Regions from separate parts of the Mus musculus genome. Here all the other regions are linked to region 2. The links are chromatin contacts, called in public Hi-C maps. All regions are on one chromosome and are shown on one strand. The core of a region is the stretch at or near the end of the contact, and the rest is flanking DNA. Distances in the headings are between cores, read along the strand shown. Region 1 overlaps Gm32311 (a long non-coding RNA gene). Region 2 overlaps Hecw2 (HECT, C2 and WW domain containing E3 ubiquitin protein ligase 2). Region 3 overlaps Stk17b (serine/threonine kinase 17b (apoptosis-inducing)).

Evidence for each region. A called contact is a pair of places that touch in the nucleus more often than the background predicts.
Region 1: a contact with region 2 is called in a Hi-C map of adipose-derived mesenchymal stem cells, with 2.5 times the contacts expected there. The contact joins two enhancer-like sites. A contact is called at or near these places in 1 of 484 Hi-C or Micro-C datasets (adipose-derived mesenchymal stem cells) and 1 of 9 other capture datasets (adipose tissue).
Region 3: a contact with region 2 is called in a Hi-C map of adipose-derived mesenchymal stem cells, with 1.7 times the contacts expected there. The contact joins two enhancer-like sites.

What each region holds. Positions count from the first base shown.
Region 1 is chr1:53,719,558-53,722,788 of GRCm38.p6, reverse strand. All of the region lies in intron 4 of Gm32311 (a long non-coding RNA gene), which reads right to left. Among named protein-coding and RNA genes, the nearest start is that of Dnah7a, 14 kb to the right of the region's middle. Within about 2 kb of position 1,643, at least 45 of the 459 cell types and tissues checked have an H3K27ac peak or open chromatin away from gene starts, as enhancers often do. A contact at or near this core is called in adipose-derived mesenchymal stem cells, where this site is marked.
Region 2 is chr1:54,127,218-54,130,690 of GRCm38.p6, reverse strand. All of the region lies in intron 1 of Hecw2 (HECT, C2 and WW domain containing E3 ubiquitin protein ligase 2), which reads left to right. Among named protein-coding and RNA genes, the nearest start is that of Hecw2, 66 kb to the left of the region's middle. Within about 2 kb of position 1,635, at least 70 of the 459 cell types and tissues checked have an H3K27ac peak or open chromatin away from gene starts, as enhancers often do. A contact at or near this core is called in adipose-derived mesenchymal stem cells, where this site is marked.
Region 3 is chr1:53,771,867-53,775,523 of GRCm38.p6, reverse strand. The region is part of intron 2 of Stk17b (serine/threonine kinase 17b (apoptosis-inducing)); the gene reads left to right. Among named protein-coding and RNA genes, the nearest start is that of Stk17b, 12 kb to the left of the region's middle. Within about 2 kb of position 1,378, at least 106 of the 459 cell types and tissues checked have an H3K27ac peak or open chromatin away from gene starts, as enhancers often do. A contact at or near this core is called in adipose-derived mesenchymal stem cells, where this site is marked.

The DNA of each region.
Region 1 (3,231 bases), core at 394-2,893, 410 kb after region 2:
AAAGTGTGGACACTTTGATCCTTTTTAGAATGGGGGAAAAATACCCATAGAAGGAGTTACCAGAGACAAAGTTTGGAGTAGAGACTGAAGGCATGACCATCCAGAAACTGCCCATCTGGGGGATCCATCCCATAAACAACCACCAAAACCAGACACTATTGCAGATGCCAGCAAGAGCTTGCTGACAGGAGACTAATATAGCTGTCTCCTGAGAGGCTCTGCCATTGCCTGACTAATACAGAAGTGGATGCTCATAGTCATCTATTAGATGGAGCACAGGGTCCCCAATGAAGAAGCTAGTGAAAGTACCCAAGGAGCTGAAGGGGTTTGCAGACCCATAGGAGGAGGAACAATATGAACTAACCAGTAACCCTAGAGCTCCCTGGGACTAAACCACCAAGCAAAGAAAACACACGGAGAGACTCATGGCTCTAGTTGCATATGCAGCTGAGAATGGCCTAGTTGGTCATCAATAGGAGAAGAGGCCCTTGGTCCTGTGAAGGTTCTATGCCCCATATAGGATAATTCCTGGACCAGGAAGCGGGAATGGGTAGGTTGGGGAGCAGGGGGAGGGGGAAGAGGATAGGAGATTTTCGGAGGGGAAACTAGGAAAGGGGATAACATTTGAAATGTAAATAAAGAAAATATGTAATTTAAAAAAAGAAGAGTTGCCTTGGTCATGGTGTCTGTTCATAGCAGTAAAACCCTTATCTAAGACAGACATACATTTTTTAAATATATAGGATCTCCTTAATGAAGACTATAAGTGAAGATGACATAGTACTTTGAGTAAAGCTTATCTCAACAAAAATCACCCAACATTTTAATGGTCTATATGACATACAATATGAAAAATGGATGTCTTCCTAACGTTAGAGAAACAGCTTAGCCTGGGGCTCCTGGTTTTCACGAGACCTACTGAGTCTTAGTTCACCTGTTACCCATACCATGTGCACTTACACAGTGTTTGGGCAAGCTGTCAGCCAGCTCTACCCTAAAACATCTGCCACCAATGTGAACTTTTGAGACAACTATAAATGTTTCCCTGTTAATATGTTAATTTATGTTTTTTTTTTCCAACAACCCTGACACTAAGGATGCATAGCAAAGAGTTTGTAAACTGATCAGTCTCACAAAATTATCCTCACTTCAGACACTGGTTGTAAGGTCTGACAGTCATGTGTGTTCTGACTAACTGCCTATAAATCTGGGGACTCCCATGGTCTCCCTGCAACTGTAAAACAATGATTTGCAAAGATGACTCAACCTCTGGGAAGGCTGTAGAGTTATAATCATAGTTTTATTATAAAGATTGCAACAAGGGTCATCCTAGTGAAAGAAATGTGTAACAGAGAAATGGATTGTTTTGGGAAGAATAAAATAGTTTTTTAACTGGAAAATATAACCCAGAAAATGAAACTTACAAGGTAAGCTTAAAGTTAAAGAAGAGAAATCTTAAAGATGGGTCACAGAAACTAATAAAACTTGAGCACAAAAATAAAACAACAACAAAAACTAGAAAGCACCCCTCCTCCAACACACACAAGAAAGTGGCAGCCAGGCACGGTGATACACACTTGAACTGCCAGCAGTGTAAGAGCTTGAGGTGGGAGGGTTGCAATTTTAAGCCAGTGAGACCATGACTCACAAGAAAAAGAAAAGCAAATAGAATCTTGGTGACCTGTGAGACACAAGCAGTCAAACTACCGTAAATAGTAGGAACACGTTGGATCAGATAAAGATTCAAGGAAATACCGGTCAAAGGCTTTCAAAGATCATGTGACAATCTTAATAGATGAAGAAAAAAACAAAAACCCTTTGGCAAATTCCAATCTACCTTCATGATAAAAGTCCTACAGAATGTAGGGCTAAAGAGAACATACCGCAACCTAATAAAATCTCTATATAAGAAATCCACAGCCAACAACATCCCAAATTGGGAATAAAAATCTTGGAGCAATCTCACTGAAGCCAGGAATGAGTCAGGACTGTCTGCTATCCCCACTCCTTCTCAACATTGTGCTGGAAGCACAAGCTGGCATAGTAAGACAAGAGAAGGAAATTTAAAGGGATACAGATAAGAAAATAAGTTTAAAAAAATCCTTATTGGTGGATGACATGATATTGCTCATTAAGGATCCCCCAAATTTGTCAGAATTCTAGAAACAATAAATTCAGTAATATGGCAGGATGCAGAATCAATGTCCACTAATCGATAGATTTCTATACACCACCAACAAAGATACAGAGAAAGAGATTTTAGATGCAATCCCATTCCCAATAGCTTTCAGATTGGAGGATGTATATCACCCAAGAAGAAATGATCACTATAAAGTCAGATGATATTACACAAACTCATATCAGACCCTGACATAATAAAATTAGTACAAATCAACCAAAAGGAGAAAACCAAAAAGAATTCGTAGGAAAAGCACTGCACACATAGGTGAAAGGTGTTAAGAATGATGTAGGACTTCCAATAATAATGCAGGTCAGAATCACTGGATAGTTTGGCCCCTCACTTGACCTAATTTAATCCACAGGTACCAATTCTATGACAATGTACTTTTCAAGGTGTAACTTCTTTCTTCCTCCCCTTCTTTCTCCTCTTCACCTTCCTCATCTTTCTTCTTCTTTTTCTGGCAGTAAGGATTGAATCCAGGGGTTCTTATAAGCAATTCTCTACCAGTGATCTAATCCCAAGCAATTTTTAATTTTTTAATTTTGAGACAGTGTCTTACCAAGTTGCCCAGGCTGACTTTGAACTCATTCTGTGCCCAGGCAGGCCTTACACTTGCAATCCTCCTGGCTCAGCCTCACAAGTAGCTGGGATGAAATTCCTGAGACACTAGACCCAGCTTGCATGGTGTTAACTTCTAACCTGCCTTCATTACCAAACACTTGGGACAAGTGAACACAAGTAAGCCAAGAGATACCCATGCAGCATGGCAATGGTGCACCAGTGTGGGGAGCCGCCCTCACATTCGCCATTACAAGATGGCGCTGACATCCTGTGTTCTAAGTAGTAAACAAATAATCTGCGCATGTGCCAGGGTAGTTCTCCACTTCATGTGCTCTGCCTTCCCTGTGACGACAACTCGGCCGATGGGCTGCAGCCAATCAGGGAGCTACACGTCCTAGGCAGAGGATAATTCTCCTTAAAAGGGACGGGGTTTTGCCATTTTCTCTCTTGCTCCTGAAGAAGTAAGCAATAAAGCTTTTGCCGCAGAA
Region 2 (3,473 bases), core at 386-2,885:
TTCCTGTTTTATATTTAGCTACCATCTATCTAGTCTAATCCTACCTGTGGTCTCTCTAACTATATTTTAAAGTATATTAAAAGGTAGTTCTCCAAACCACACTATATGTTGGCTTTATCCAAAAGTAAACATAAGACTCTTGAAAGAAGGGACCTGTGTTTGGCATATAGAAAGTTGACTCTGATTTTAATAACACGAATGAATAAGGCAGGCAAGGTGGAAGGCTGGTGACCAGGCGGCTCTGGTGGAACTTCCCTGAGACCGACTATGACAGCTTGGACTGTGTAGGGACGCTTGTCTACTACACAGAATGAAGGAAACAGGAATTAACTATTTTAACTAACCATCTGCTGGTAGACAGGCCTGAACTTCAGAACTTTGTGTAAAATGTAAGAACTTCAAATGTCCCTCAATGTATTTCATGACGGTTGCAAAGTTAACTAGAGCTTGTTTAGAACAGGACAGCTAGGCAAGTAAGTATGCTTAGTCGTTGGTTAGAGGGACTGCATGTCCACATGCTCCTCTGAAGGATGGAGTAAGTCGTCCAAATCCAGACAAGTATTGCTATTGGTAAGTATAAATTTATTATTTTTAAATCAACTGTTTTTTTTTCTTTTCCAAGAGTCTTGAACTTTTATGTGAAAACTTCTAATGTAAAATGTTAACCTCTAAATTAAAATTAAAATACATAGAGAGATTTAAATGCACAGACAGAATAGTCAGTCCAGTTTGGTAAAGGCTGAGCAGAAACGAGGTCTATGAGTGGGACTTGGTTTGTGCGGTTTATTGGTGGTCTTGACCTGAGACCCTGAGATCTGATGTCCAGAGGTCACTGATGCGACGCTCTCTGTCTCTGAGCGCTAGGTGTATATTTTTAACAATTGTTATTATTTATGTATATTCCCCAGTATGCTTTCCAGTTAATTATTCATGGCCTTTTGAGCTTGGAATGATGAGGATTTCCTGTTCAACATGTAAGGAAAAAAGGTGCAGATAGGTTGCAACTGGTCCACAGTGACAAAGACAATGAGTACAGAATGCCCAGACTGCACCTTGACTAGTCAGTGTTACTAAATGTCTTTAAGTGTATGTCTAGCCATGCATTTGAATTTCTGTTACCAAACAAAATTGAGTCATTCGTCAAAACGAGAGGGGAGGCACTAGCATATATTTTATCTATTTTCTTCCACGCATGTGCTGTGACAGTCCCCTAAAGGTCCATTTCTAATCACTTTTGCCATTACTAGGGATGGGCCACCATAGCCACCAGTCCTTTGAGCTGGATGGCTCTGCTCAGAAATTACCAGAGTGTACCACTGATGTAAATGCTACAGTTGAATCCAGTACAGGAGCATTGATTCCATATGCTGTGGTTTCTATGTGTGGTTAGAACCCCCACCCTCTTTCCCTTTGTTTCTGAGCCTCTGAGGACATGATGCAAGAGAGGCATGGCCAGAATCACTCTCATTGGTTAACTTCCTTTTTCCCCTTCTTCTGGGTAACCGCAGCTCCCTATCAGATAAATGAAGTATCACTTGACAGTTTAGGAGGTATTTCACTAAAACAGAAAAGGGAGAGGAAGCCACAGAATGCTTGGATGCCTGGCTGCTGCCATTCATGCATGCCTAAGATGTTGAGTCAAACTTTTAAATAGTGAACTCAGTGCTGGAGGGTGGGAAGCTGGAGGGATGTGGAATCTCTCACAGTGTTGGAATTAGGAAAAGAACCAGGCCTGATCACGCAATTGTAACTGCTCTGACGGAGAGCAGATAGAACAATGAACAGTGACGCTCAGACAATGCCTGGGACTTGTACAATAGAAAAGCCTTCTTTTATGTTTTGTTTTGTTGCCTATTTTGAGGGAGCATCGTGTTCTAGAGCCTGGGTATTAATTCTGAGATATTGGGGTTGTAGCCCCAAGGCTTTGGCCAACAAGCCTTCAGCACTGACTTTGAAAAATCTAATAACTTTTGGTAGCTGTGGGCTGCACCCACTACATTTCCGAAAATGTAGGCACTAGTATTAACTTAGTAGTTAATTACTTGTTTGGCAGGATCTCTGCATTTATAGAATCGAGTCTATTAAAGACATGTTTTGGGAAATGTAGACTGCATTTATTGAACGTAGCTTCTGGTAAAGCAACTATTTACAGTCTCCGTAAACAAAGGTGTAAGGAATCCTGATCATACGTGTGTGTGTGTGTGTGTGTGTGCGTGCCCGTGTGTGCACACAATGGTGTCTGTGTGAGGTTAGGGAACAGCTTTTCAGGAGCTGGGGCTCTCTTTACCATGTGAGTTCTGGGAGTCAGACTTAGTTTATATAGCAAGCACAGTCACCTGCTGAAACACCTCTCTGGCCCTTCCTTCCATATTTTTTTAACATGCTAAAATTCTCAAATAGGAGACCAGATACTTGTCATGTCTTTGAGCATTAATTTACATGACTATTTATCCAGTTTCAACCAGGCCATAAAAAAATCACTTAATATAGTTCATACAATCGTTTAATAATCATTTGTTATATTTTACAAAGGTACTCGCCAGCCATATTGGCAGCAGTTCTTAGAAAAATTGTGTCTGCAAACAAGTTGGAAAGCTCACCAAAGTTGACCAGTGTCAACCTTCAGATTGTTAGTTACACATAACATATGACTAGGGTTCCCGTAGACTCTGAAGATTAGTGGACCAGGCAAAGTGAAACTGGTCATTTCCAACAATTTCCTACTTGGTAGAAATTTGAAACCAAGTGCTCTACCCTGCTGGTAAAACTCCCGTCCATCACTGCAGTCGTGGTAACATGGAGCTGGGAATGGTGTGGGAGGTTAGTACTGAAGATGCTGTTATTGGTCTAAGGGATTTGGTACGGTTAGAGCAGTGGTTCTCAGCCTGTGCGTTGTGATCCCTTTAGAGTCAAGTCACTCTCATGGGTCACATATCAGAAATCCTGCATATCAGATGTTTACATTACGATCCATAGCAGTAACAAAATTACAGTTACAAAATAGCAATTTTATGGTAAGGGGTCACCACAACAAGAAGAACTGCATACAAGGAGGCAGCATTAGGAAGGTTGAGAACCACTGTGTTAAGAGTCATGCCAGAACCAGAAGGGAAAAAGTACTTTGTGTAAATTTTTCCATTAATGAAACTTTCCAGTGCGTGTTGAGCCCCTCCCCTATACTGAACTACTTCTCGAAGTGGACTCGCATTGTTCAGGGTTGAAATTTTCCTGCAGGTTTAATGTTTCTCTGAAATGCATCAGTTTACAAAATTTCAATCAGATGTAATATATCCTGTGTGTAATAAATATTTTTGCTTTAATATAGAATACTATTTTAAATTATTCACCCTTGGCTAAGATTGGACTCTCCAGGGACGTTCCCTTGAGGTTTCCAGTGGCCTTCACAGAGCGTGAGCTCCCATGTGGTGCCTGAGGTTGTAAAGAAAGTCTCCACGTGATTTAGCCAGATTCAT
Region 3 (3,657 bases), core at 129-2,628, 350 kb after region 2:
GACCATCTCACAGACATAGAATATTTTGCTTCTTGCTCTACTAATCTCTCCTTCATAAATAGACATGGTTTCCTTTTGGTAGCTACATTCAGTATATACTTGACCGTCTTTCAAATATTTAAACAAAGCTGGACATCATTAGTTTCCCTAAGTATGTATCGTGTGGCACACTATCCAGACGGACTTCCTTTGTTCAATTTCCCTCTTCTGGGACACTTTCTGCTTTTGATTGTTTCTGTTAAAACGAAGGGCCTAGTATTAGACACAGTATTGTTCACAGTCTTACTTTGTGAGAAGACTGCTGAAGCCATTAGATGCCCGTGTGTCTCCTTCCACATTTTGTTCCTCTCTCTTTCCTCCTTGTCCCCCTTTCTTCTTATCCATTTTTATTACTAGGGATGCCCGGTCTGTGTCATATAGCATCATATTATTCTGACTAAGCTAGTTACTTGAGCTTCCTTTGCTCTGGATCAAAATTTGTGATCAGTGATCCTCTTAGTTGAGTATTATCTCCTTTTACTTAGTTGAGAAGATAGACTAAATATGTTCAAGTTGCCTTTTATTGTAAAACAACTGGAAATTGCTCTGAACAGATACTTAGACAAAGACTTGAGCATTCTTACCTGTTTTTCTAGGTTACTATTTGGATGAGTAACTTTATTAGGTTAACTTCAAAATAATAGGCATCGAGGCTAAAGAGAGCTTTTTCCCTTTAACTTTGTAGAGGACTTGCGTGGGGTCACTGTTAACTTTACACTGTCTGCAGGTGAAGGGATGGCATAAGGAACCAGCCTGAGCTGGACTAAGTTTGCTTTTAAAGCAAAAGCTCGTTATAGGTTATGGTTAAAACAAAAGTCAGATTCCTAGTGTCCCAGAATCAGATAGCTTCATGGAAGAGACTTAAATCACATCTTTAAATTGCTTTGGGCTAGTGACTCATGTGATAAATATTGTTATATTTAATTTTCAGCGTTGGCAATTAAAAATTCTAATTTTTAAAGCCTTCCATAAATCTTAAAAATCTGTCAAGCTCTTAACCAGACTTAGTGAGCTTGTTTGATGAAGTGAAGTTGGGGTTCATTCTTTTCTTTCCTCTAGGAGGTTTGCATATTTTGTAATTTAGAAACATAATTCTAGCATATAGAAAACTACAAGTTATCTGTCCATACCAGCCGTGTTTAAAAATTAATTTTAAATGTCCTTTAAGCAACACAAAGGGAAATATATAACGTAAGTCTAAGTTCATTTTTCACTAAACTGCATTGTTCCTGTTTTTTACCATGTTGGGTAAGTTTTTTCCACCCCTCCCCCAGCTGAGGCAAAGTTTCATCGGCCTTGTGGTTAGAAGGGGGAGGCAGATTCAGAAATAAAACGTCAGCTTCCTTTGTGGCTTACCCTCCCCATCCCTTGGTGTTTTATTGTGTGTTTTAGAATGCCGTGGGTAACAGCTAGACCTTTTTCATTGCTGGGAAATCTAGTCAGCCTTGCCCTTTATGTTATTATTAAGGTTTTACATTCTCTTGACGGCTTCTCTTCAGTTTGGTATAGGAACATAGTTTAAAGATTACTGTTAGACGTCTTAAACTACAACTGGCATCTAAGGATAGAAAGTAGGTACTTGTTCTTTTCGCCTAAAGCCTCTGATAATAATGGTAAAATATTTATCTTGCTTCACAGTATTTATATGAATATATGCATATGAAATTGTATAAGTATGTTGATGTAACTTTCTCAAATGTTTAAAAATGCAAATGTGAGCCAGGCAGTGGTGGTGCACACCTTTATTTAGTCCCAGCACTCTGGAGGCAGAGGCAACTGTGGATCTCTGAGTGGGAGGCCAGCTTGGTCCAGAATGGCCAGGGCTACAGTCCCAAAAAACCAAAGAAAGAAGAAGATGATGAAGAAGAGGAGGAGGAGAAGTGGGGAGGGGGAGACAGAAGAGGAAGAAGAGGAGGAGGAAGAAGAGGAGGAGGAAGAAGGGGGAGGAGGAGTAGGAAGAAGAGGAGGAGCAAATGTGGATTTAAAAACAGCACAATGTGTGGTGTTACAGTAGATATTCAGACTCTAGCATTTGCTCAGAAACATTTCAGGTGATATTAAGTGTTAGTTAGCTAAGTATAGATTTTTTTAATAGATTTGATTAATTAGATTAGACACGTTCCCTGTCCTCATAGAGTGTTCCCTTAGCAGTGAACACTGTCAAAAGAACCATCACCCATGACATTTGCGCAACTTTGTCCTGAGCTCATGAATGTAAGAGTAGTTTAAGAGAGTCTTAGGAAGCCGAAATAGTGAGGTAAAAATAGATGAAACTTGTTAATCTTGCTACTTGTTTTTGAAGCAATTCTAGTTCATAGATACCTTCAGGTAACTGGAGAGTAGTGACGTCATCACAACTGTAAATGCCCTGTCTTTCAGATATGTAATGTCCTTGGTTTCCTAGCTTGGTTCCTAAATTTTACAAGGTGAGGGTTTTTCTAAAACCTCAACTCCCTTTTCTGTTTTAGACAAGTTTTTGCTTCTGTATCTAAGTAAGACTTGGTAATTGTTAAACTTAATAAACAAATCCATTTTAAGGGGAGAAATTGTTCCATAGTTGTGAGACAAGAAAGCTAGAAATTCTTGGCACTGAACAGTAAAGGATCAGGTTTGTATAGGCAGTTTATTTCATTGAGGTATGTAGGCTTCATATTATAGACTGTATACTTTATTTTTAATTATTAGCTACATGTTTTAGATTGACACTGATTTTTGAGGTATTTGGAAAATAATGAGGAGGAAACTGTTGTTCTGGTTCTTGTGAGTAACAAATAAAATGCAGGCAAGCAATTTCTTCTCCTAACTCCCACACAGGGGGTTAAACCACTTAGGTTAAATGGTTGACCCTGCTATCAGCTGACCATCTATGTTTAGAAGTATATTTTTGAGAGTAGCTGCAGCAATGGAGTTAAAATACCAGTTTCTGGAGATTTACTTGTACCCAAGTTAGTACCAGAAACTAGAATGTGGTTTATTCTTAGTTATTAAATTGGGATCTTTTAGAGTAGAGCCTAGCAGGTTTATGATAGGCTTCAATCTGAAAACCCTCTGGGATTGAATGTAAACCTCCCTGTCTAAGGTCATGTTGCCTCTTTTTGGAGTGTGCAAATCAATAGTTTGTTAGTTCTTAGACTAATCTTAGGTTCAGAATAGCTTTATATCTTTGAAAAACTAAATGCTTATAATAATAATATATGCATATACCAGGAGAAATAATCTTTGTGCTTTTAAGTTTGGGTAAGATGCTAAGTACTTCTATTAAAGAGATAAAAACATATATAATTTCCTAAAATGACAGATGTGACATTACCGGGTGTTTTTATACCAAACTGTTGATCATCCTTAATTTCTTACATGATCCCAAAATACATTTGAATACCCTCCATAGGATCCATATCCCTTGTGTATCTGTTAGAGGCATAGTGTTGTTAGGCACATGATATTATCAGGTACACTGAAATGTATTATACTGATAGTAAAAACAATAGTTTATTCTGCTATGATAATTGCCTACACTTACACAGTAACATTGTAGACTTAATAAAAGAGCACATAGTATTTGTGTCAGCTTGTACAAAAAAGAAAATTTCCTAATGGCACAGATACGTGAAAGACTTC